Linked DNA regions of Xenopus tropicalis: region 1 is linked to region 2. A link is a contact called in public Hi-C data. All regions are on one chromosome and are shown on one strand. Each heading gives the region's core, a stretch centred on a gene start, on an enhancer-like site or on the middle of the called end of the contact. The rest is flanking DNA. Distances are from core to core; before and after follow the strand shown.

Region 1 (3,771 bases), core at 300-2,799, 48 kb after region 2:
CAGCCGGCTCAGCCTAGCCTGCTCCTCCTCTCCCCCGGCCCCGGGGTTATCCCGGGCCAGCAAGATGTAGGCCCTCCAGTTGGCCGAGTCGAAGCCCCAGTGGCAAGTCCGGTTCTCCAGCGCCTTATGCGAGTGCACCACGAACTTGTGCGGGGGATACATGAGGCGGCAGTCCAGGCACTGGATGCAGGGGGCGCTGGGGTGGCCGTACAGCTCGGGCACGAACAGGCCCCGGCACTTGCCGAAGCACTCATGGTACACCCTGAAACTGCTCTCGGTCAGCTCCAGCTCTAAGGGTCCCGGCGGGAAGTCGCTCTTCTTGGCGCAGCGGGGCGGGTAGCTGCCCCCATACAGCAGGGCGTTGCACAGCCGCTCCGCGTCCGTCTTGGTGATGAGGCCACAGGAGGGCGCCGAGAAGGGCAGGATGCCCATCACCTTGAGGATCTCCAGCTGGTCGGCCGTACAGCGGGAGCAATACACGTGTAGCTCGTCGCACACGGCGTTGATCTGTTGCAGGCTGAAGTCCCGCAGCACCGAATTGAGGATCTGGGGCAGACACAGGCGCTTCTCGCCTCCGACCACAAAGCAAGAGATTGTCTCCCCCTCCAGAATAGTCTCGCACCTCTCCGTGGAGCGGTCTGAGGGCATGAAGAGGGGCCCCCCGGGGATGACTGGGGGCGGCTGGCTGGGTAAATGTAGAACGGGCTCCGGGGGCTCCTTGCCGCTCTCCTTCTTGTACATGTCCTGAGCCCAGCGGGCTGAGAAGGCGGCCGGGCCGCCCAGAGAGCTCATGGAGCTCAGGTGGAACTGTTCCAGGGTCTTCTGGAGCCCGGGATGGGGCTGGAAGCTGCTCCGGCTCACGGTCTCCATGCCTGAAAGCTCCCCGACACTACTCGGAGCAGCCACTCACACTCACTGGGGCAAGTTCCGCGCAGGTCAATCGATCGCTGCCTTTGGGCTTTACTCTCAATCCACAGTGGCGCTCAGTGGGCTCTCTGAGCCTCCATATAGCCGTGCTGTGCCCACTCTCTCCTGGGCTATCCCTTGCCACTCACAGCGCTTCATCCAGCTGGGAGCTGCTCAGTGCCGAGATGGGCTCCTCCTGCCCATAGCGTCCCAGCCAGCTCACTAACTCCGAGTCCCTGTCACTTTCCGCTGAGGAGGCACAAACGCGGCTGAACTTTCCCTCAGTACCCAGGGGGGAGGGGGCTGCGGCTGCGTTTGTGGGAAGTTGCGGGCGGGACAGCAGCGGCTCCGGCTCACGAGTTCCCCTTCATGTTGCTCTGCTGGAGGTTAGGGGAGAGCTCGGCTCTGCCTCCCATACACACAGGCTGCTGCCTTCCCGGTGCTGTTCACTGCCTGAATGCCTCCTGCCTCATGCACCCTGTCTGCGCTCTGCGCTCCCCCTCCCTCATTCCCTCCCCTCTTCCTCTCCCTTCTCCACCCCCTTTCTCTCTGTTTGTTGGTGTCTGCCTCAGTCATTGAATCCCAGCCAAGAATGTGACCAACTCCCCAGGCTGTGGCTCTTCCAGGAACAACCTCCACCCCCTCCCTCCTCCTTCTGCTGCCGCTGCTGCTGCCTTTTTTTTTTTTTTTTTTTTTTTTTCTACTGCAAAGCGGAAAAAAAAAACTTGTCTGTCGAAGGCAAAATAAATCTCGTGTTTCTCATGCGTAAAACCATTGGCTACAAAAGAGGAAGGGTGTTTTTTTTTCTTTTTTCAATAAACAGAGAATGCAAGGGGATAATGCTATACAAAAGGTGAAAAGGTAATTCTCAACTATTCCCCCACATAAGGCTATTATTTTTCCTGCCATATATTTATATACTGTCCTTTTATCTGTCTCTTTTTTCACATACAAATATATAAAGTTTCAATTTGTAGATTGTAAGCTCTTTTGGGCAGGGCTCTCTTCACCTCTTGTATCGGTTATTGATTGCTTTATATGTTACTCTGTATGCCCAATGTATGAAACCCACTTATTGTACAGCGCTGCGGAATATGTTGGCGCTTTATAAATAAATGTTAATAATAATAATAATTTGGGGTACATTTTAAATCTTTAAAGTCTTTAAACTTGCACAGGCACAGAATATCACACTCACTATTAATATGCAGGGCCACACAATGCCAAGCCAACTGCTAGAAAATGCATGGCAATGGTACATGCCTGGGCACATAGGAAAAAAAAGGATGAATAAAAACGCCTGTATGCAAACTTGTCCAGTGCTTGTCATGCCCCATGACTGCATGACATTTAGGGAACTGGCACATGGGGCATTTTTTTGCCTGCGGATAAAAAAAAACACATCCAAAAATACCTTTCTGTAGACTACCTTTCTGTGTATACATGGGCAGATTCTGCCCCTTCAGACTGAGATGGCAGCTTTTCTGTCCACGTATAAGACCCTCCAAAGGGCCTGCCCTACCAATATCTGGGCGAAAATTGGACGGATAGTTTTTTGGCTTGTTGATGTGGTCCTCACCCGAAGGCCTGCATTACAGTTCATTATTGCCCACCTCAAGGTGGGCAATAATAAACAAGCAGATCTTTGCATGAATGGCCACCGATTAGAAGAAGGCGAATGTCATGCCTATATTTAAAAAGGGAGTAAGATCTCAGCCTGGCAATTATAGGCCTGTAAGTTTGACATCCGTAGTGGGCAAGTTATTTGAAGGCTTGTTAAGGGATCACATTCAAAATTATGTAGTGGAGAATGCCATTATGAGCAGTAATCAGCATGGCTTTATGAAGGACAGGTCATGTCAGACCAATTTAATTGCTTTTTATGATGAGGTAAGTAAGAAGCTGGACAGTGGGGATGCAGTAGATATAATCTATTTGGATTTTGCCAAAGCATTTGACACCGTTCCACACAAATGACTGCTTTCTAAGCTAAGGTCTATTGGTCTTAGTGAAGTCATTTGCACATGGATAGAAAACTGGCTACAGGATCGGGTACAGAGGGTGGTTGTTAATGGTACATTCTCTACTTGGAGTAAGGTTCTCAGTGGGGTCCCTCAGGGTTCTGTACTGGGTCCACTTTTGTTTAATTTGTTCATAAATGACTTAGGGGAGGGTATTATAAGTAATGTATCAGTGTTTGCAGATGACACAAAACTCTGCAGACCAGTCAATTCTATCCAGGATGTGGCATCCTTGCAGCAGGATCTTGGCCAACTGGCAATCTGGGCGGCTAAGTGGCAGATGAGATTTAATGTGGATAAATGTAAGGTCATGCACCTGGGATGTAAAACTATGCAAGCCACTTATACCCTTAATGGGACTGCACTAGGCAAATCCATAATGGAGAAGGACCTTGGAGTCCTTGTAGATAATAAACTTGGCTGTAGCAAGCAATGCCAGGCAGCAGCTGCAAGGGCAAACAAGGTTTTATTAAAAGGGGTATAGATTCACGGGAGGAGGGGGTTATTCTTCCCCTTTACAGAGCGCTGGTAAGGCCCCATCTAGAATATGCTGTTCAGTTCTGGTCTTCAGGGCTCAAACGGGACATGATTGAGTTAGAGAGGGTCCAGAGAAGGGCAACTAAGTTGGTAAAGGGTATGGAAAGTCTCAGTTATGAAGAAAGACTGGCCAAGTTGGGTCTGTTTACACTGGAGAAGAGGCGCTTAAGAGGTGACATGATAACTATGTATAAATATAAAAGAGGATCATATAATAATCTTTCTAATGTTTTATTTACCAGTAGGTCCTTCCAACGGACACGAGGGCACCCACTCTGTTTAGAAGAAGGGAGGTTCCATTTAAATA
Region 2 (3,936 bases), core at 228-2,727:
CGTTTGCAATACAGGGCTTTGCGGGATAAATCTACAATGTATCCTCGACTACAGAAGCACCATTCATTCTGATATTGTTGGAGGTTCCTCTGACCCTTGTTGGTTGGGATTGTGTAAATGTGCTTCCTGAAGAGAAATAGGGCAACCATAAATTCTTTCACATCAATGCAGCCCTGCTAATGCAGTGCTGAGGTTGTAGCTTTTTCCCTGTCCTCCCGTTCCACTTTGCCTTATGTCAAATCAAATTACATGAACAATCAATTTTTCTGTCTAGCCATTTTTTCCGTACGCTTGCTCCTTGCAGGGGGTGGAAGGGAGGGAGGTGGGTGCTTGGAGTCTTGCCAGAGATTCATCAATAGGCAGGCTCCACGTGTGGTGGAAAGGTTTGGCGACAATGTGTCCTCTCTTTACTTTATTCCTGGCTACCCTCCAAAATTCACACCTGCACAGAACCATTGAAACCCTACTAAAAGTTTAGCAAGGGGTGTTAAATGAAATTAGTTTGGAAGAGAGCAAGAGAAAGACTCCAGCGGTAAAGGGATATGTTATAATTTACAAAGACCATGCCTTCTCTTCTTATGCTTCAATAAAGCCACAAGGAAGTGCTGTCTGAGACAACCTATAATTATGAAAATACTTCAACATGAAGACCAGGTGGACTAGCAAAAGGCAAAACAAATATAACTACATACAGATTAGCATTCCACATTTATCAAGAAGATCATGTGTTTAGTCTATTTTGCGATCAGCGTATAATAATGCAGTATTACCTGCCCTTGTACAATGGGGCATATTATTCTCTCCTTTGCATAACAAATCCTGCATTAAAAGTTAGCTGGATATTCCATTTCAGACATTATGTAAGTAACTGAACTCCTCTACTGTGTTGAGCTGTCCAAGGCAGATATTGTCTTCAAAAAATTAAATCACAACAGTACTTTTACAGTTGCCCACTAGGTGATGCTGTTCCAATTAGGTCTATGAAGAATGATGCAGCAGAGACACATAGTTATCTCTATAAGCATCAATGCAAAGATATAATGGTGCTAAAAACAAGAGGTACTTGCGTTCTGTGCAGTCCATTTAACAGAATGTTACATGAAACACTGTATAAACATTTCCATGTGTTAATGTTGCATGCAGTACAGGGTATTATTCAACTGCTAAATTTGATCAAAAAGTCCAAAATAAACGTAGGTAGAAAACACATACAAAACACAAAAATAAAACCTAAAAAGAGAAAGAAAACAAAATACACCAAGGGAAACTAATCAGGAGCAGATCTGATTTACTGTGATGCTAAAGTGTAGAATGGGAAGAGGAGTAAAAACAAACTGCCCCATGGGATACTAAAAAACAGAAAGAAGCTGTGGCTCAAAAGGAAAACATGCAGGCACAATGCACCATGGAGAGTATAAGGGGTGAGAAGAGGTCAGTGGCTTTCATGAGTGTTCTAGTGGGAGTGCACGGCTATGAAAGATGGTTGGAGCCCATAAGGGTCATTTCCAGCCCTGTTTCTGGGCTGGAGGTTCAATCAGAGGTAAATGGCTAGACAAGAGCCAATAAAACAGTAGCCCCTTTCAAAAGAGGAGGACGTTAATTCTTAACTCTTTGTTAAAGCCAATGACCAGATACAATAAAGCATGGGGAAAAACTTGCCCATAACAAAAGGCACAGAGCTGGATTCAGTTCTTCACTGCTCTTTCTCTGCCAACCAGCAATCTGTGAGAAAGAATTCATGTTCAATGGATTCTGGGTAGGAATATGTGAAGGGCACCCTTCTAAGAATGTTCCGCAAAATAACCCTAATTAGGAGGGCTAAGTATTAAGCGATATCATATATGTACAACATTTATAGTAAAATGTGTGGTTTAAAATTATTTGTCTATGAAATGACAACAGTTCCTGTTATACTGGACCTTGACTTTTCCAGGGGTAGAAGGGTATAAAAAGACAACACAACTTGTAAAAATTATCTTTTTATATTAGAGACAGTATGCTTTATAAACACTTCACTCTGAACAATTACAAAAGGAAGGAGAGAGCCCTTTTCTTACAGATTCTAAAGCTGTTTAGCCTCAGACATTCCAGAGTCATTACACCCAAAGTTGCGGGGTGTATATGTTAATGGATTTTTGGCTTGCTGCCCTTCCTCACAAAGGATCAATATGAAACAAGCAAAGTTTTCCATTCAGGATTAAAGGAGATGTTGCCCAAGATGAGAAAGGCAGCATGAAACACAGGATGTTGTGGTCACAACACTTGGAAGGGTTATATACTAGGAATCCAAGTTAATTAAAAGAGACTGCTTTAATATGAACTTCAAGGAAGTGTGGCTCTTGTTTATGGCTGCCCAGCTTAAATGCATTTTTATGACCGATAAAAAAAAAATAACGAAACAAAGACTTTAGGACAAGGTGTCTGTGTTATTAGACACAGACAAATGCTATCTGACCAGGTTTGTAAAATAAAATAGAAGTTACACAACTTATGGATTGTTGTTAAGGCAGCAACACAAGAGCAAAGGCCCACAAGGTCTCATCAACATATGGGGCACACATTTCTATAATAAATCTTTAAGGGGATAAATATTACTAACTTTAATGTCTAGGAATACAAATTACATGTGTAAAGGTGGCCATACACGCACCGATATTATCGTACAAAACCTCGTTTCGTACGATAATCGGTGCATGTATGGCATGTCGGCGAGTCGACCGATATCGCAGGAAGCTGCTGATATCGGACGACTCGCCGATCGGACCAGTTTGAAAATTTTGATCGGGCGCCATAGAAGGCGCCTGACCAAAATTCTCCTTTCAGAGCTGAATCGGCAGAAGGAGGTAGAAATCCTATTGTTTCTACCTCCTTACCTGCCGATTCAGCCCTGAATGGTGTGTGGCGGATCTTACGATGTTTCGTGCGACCGATGGTCGTACGAAACATCGTCAGATCGCCACGTGTATGGCCACCTTTACCCATGCCGAGTAAAGTCATATATCCTTCAGATCTAACTGGTTAAAGTATTTCCCGCAAACATACATTTATCTTTTGTTGTTATTTTATAGGACTCATTATAGATTAACAGAAACGTTGCTGTGATAAAGTTATAGCCACTTGCCTTGCTACTTAATGTGGGCATTACTACTACTTCATTGTAGATCAGGCAACAGCACTTTTAGCTATCAACACATATATACTGGAGTTTTAATACTAAATACGATTTAAGCCCAAAACACACAGACAAGTGATCTTCAAGCTAGTTCAGAAACAAGTGAACTGGGCAACCTGAAAACTCTGACCAGGTTAACACAAAGCACACCAAGTTACATTAAATGGCACTACCTATAGATAGCAACCGATGGGGGGGAGATTAATTAATGCTTAATAAATCCTTAGTAACATGGTTTGTCTGGCACACCAGTCAGATAGATATTCCAAAAGTCAGCTCCTGTGTGACCTGTGTCAAATCAATAAACGTCCTCTGCTGGGTCTTGTCTGCTAGCCCAGATCAATAATTCTTGAACTGCAGATCTTGATGGCCAATGGTGTACATTTTTAAGATCAGTGGTGGTCATTTAATGGTCAAGTAACTACCACAATCTCACCGTGCTTAGGGATCTTCATAAATCTGTATGATCTGAACCTTGGCATTTTTAGAGGCACCAAAGCTCACAGCCATACTAAATAAACCTGCTACAATGGCTTTGGGGCAGCTGTTAATTCCCTAATGTTAGCACTGTGCCATATTGATCAATAGTGTATCTGCAAATAATCTGGTAACCAAGCCACCTGTTCTATTGTGAGGACATCCTTAAGATATGTCCAGTCAGTGAGTCCTGAGGGTTGGAGTTCAGAACCTTTCTTAAAACTTCACACATGACATCTTTGGAATTGTTTGGAAAAACTGAAAAAGCCTGGTTTTCTGAACAAACA

The links. A called contact is a pair of places that touch in the nucleus more often than the background predicts.
Region 1: a Hi-C map of neurula embryo shows a contact between it and region 2, with 2.6 times the contacts expected there. The contact joins the promoter of ski here to the enhancer-like site in region 2. A contact is called at or near these places in 3 of 5 Hi-C or Micro-C datasets (gastrula embryo, liver and neurula embryo).

Annotation. Positions count from the first base shown.
Region 1 is chr7:91,256,505-91,260,275 of UCB_Xtro_10.0, forward strand. ski (ski oncogene) reads right to left here and starts at 1,550. Exons shown (of 7, transcript XM_004916154.4): 1 at 1-1,550. The coding sequence starts at 870.
Region 2 is chr7:91,208,649-91,212,584 of UCB_Xtro_10.0, forward strand. All of the region lies in intron 1 of ski (ski oncogene), which reads right to left. Among named protein-coding and RNA genes, the nearest start is that of ski, 47 kb to the right of the region's middle. Within about 2 kb of position 1,478, at least 1 of the 11 cell types and tissues checked has an H3K27ac peak or open chromatin away from gene starts, as enhancers often do. A contact at or near this core is called in neurula embryo, where this site is marked.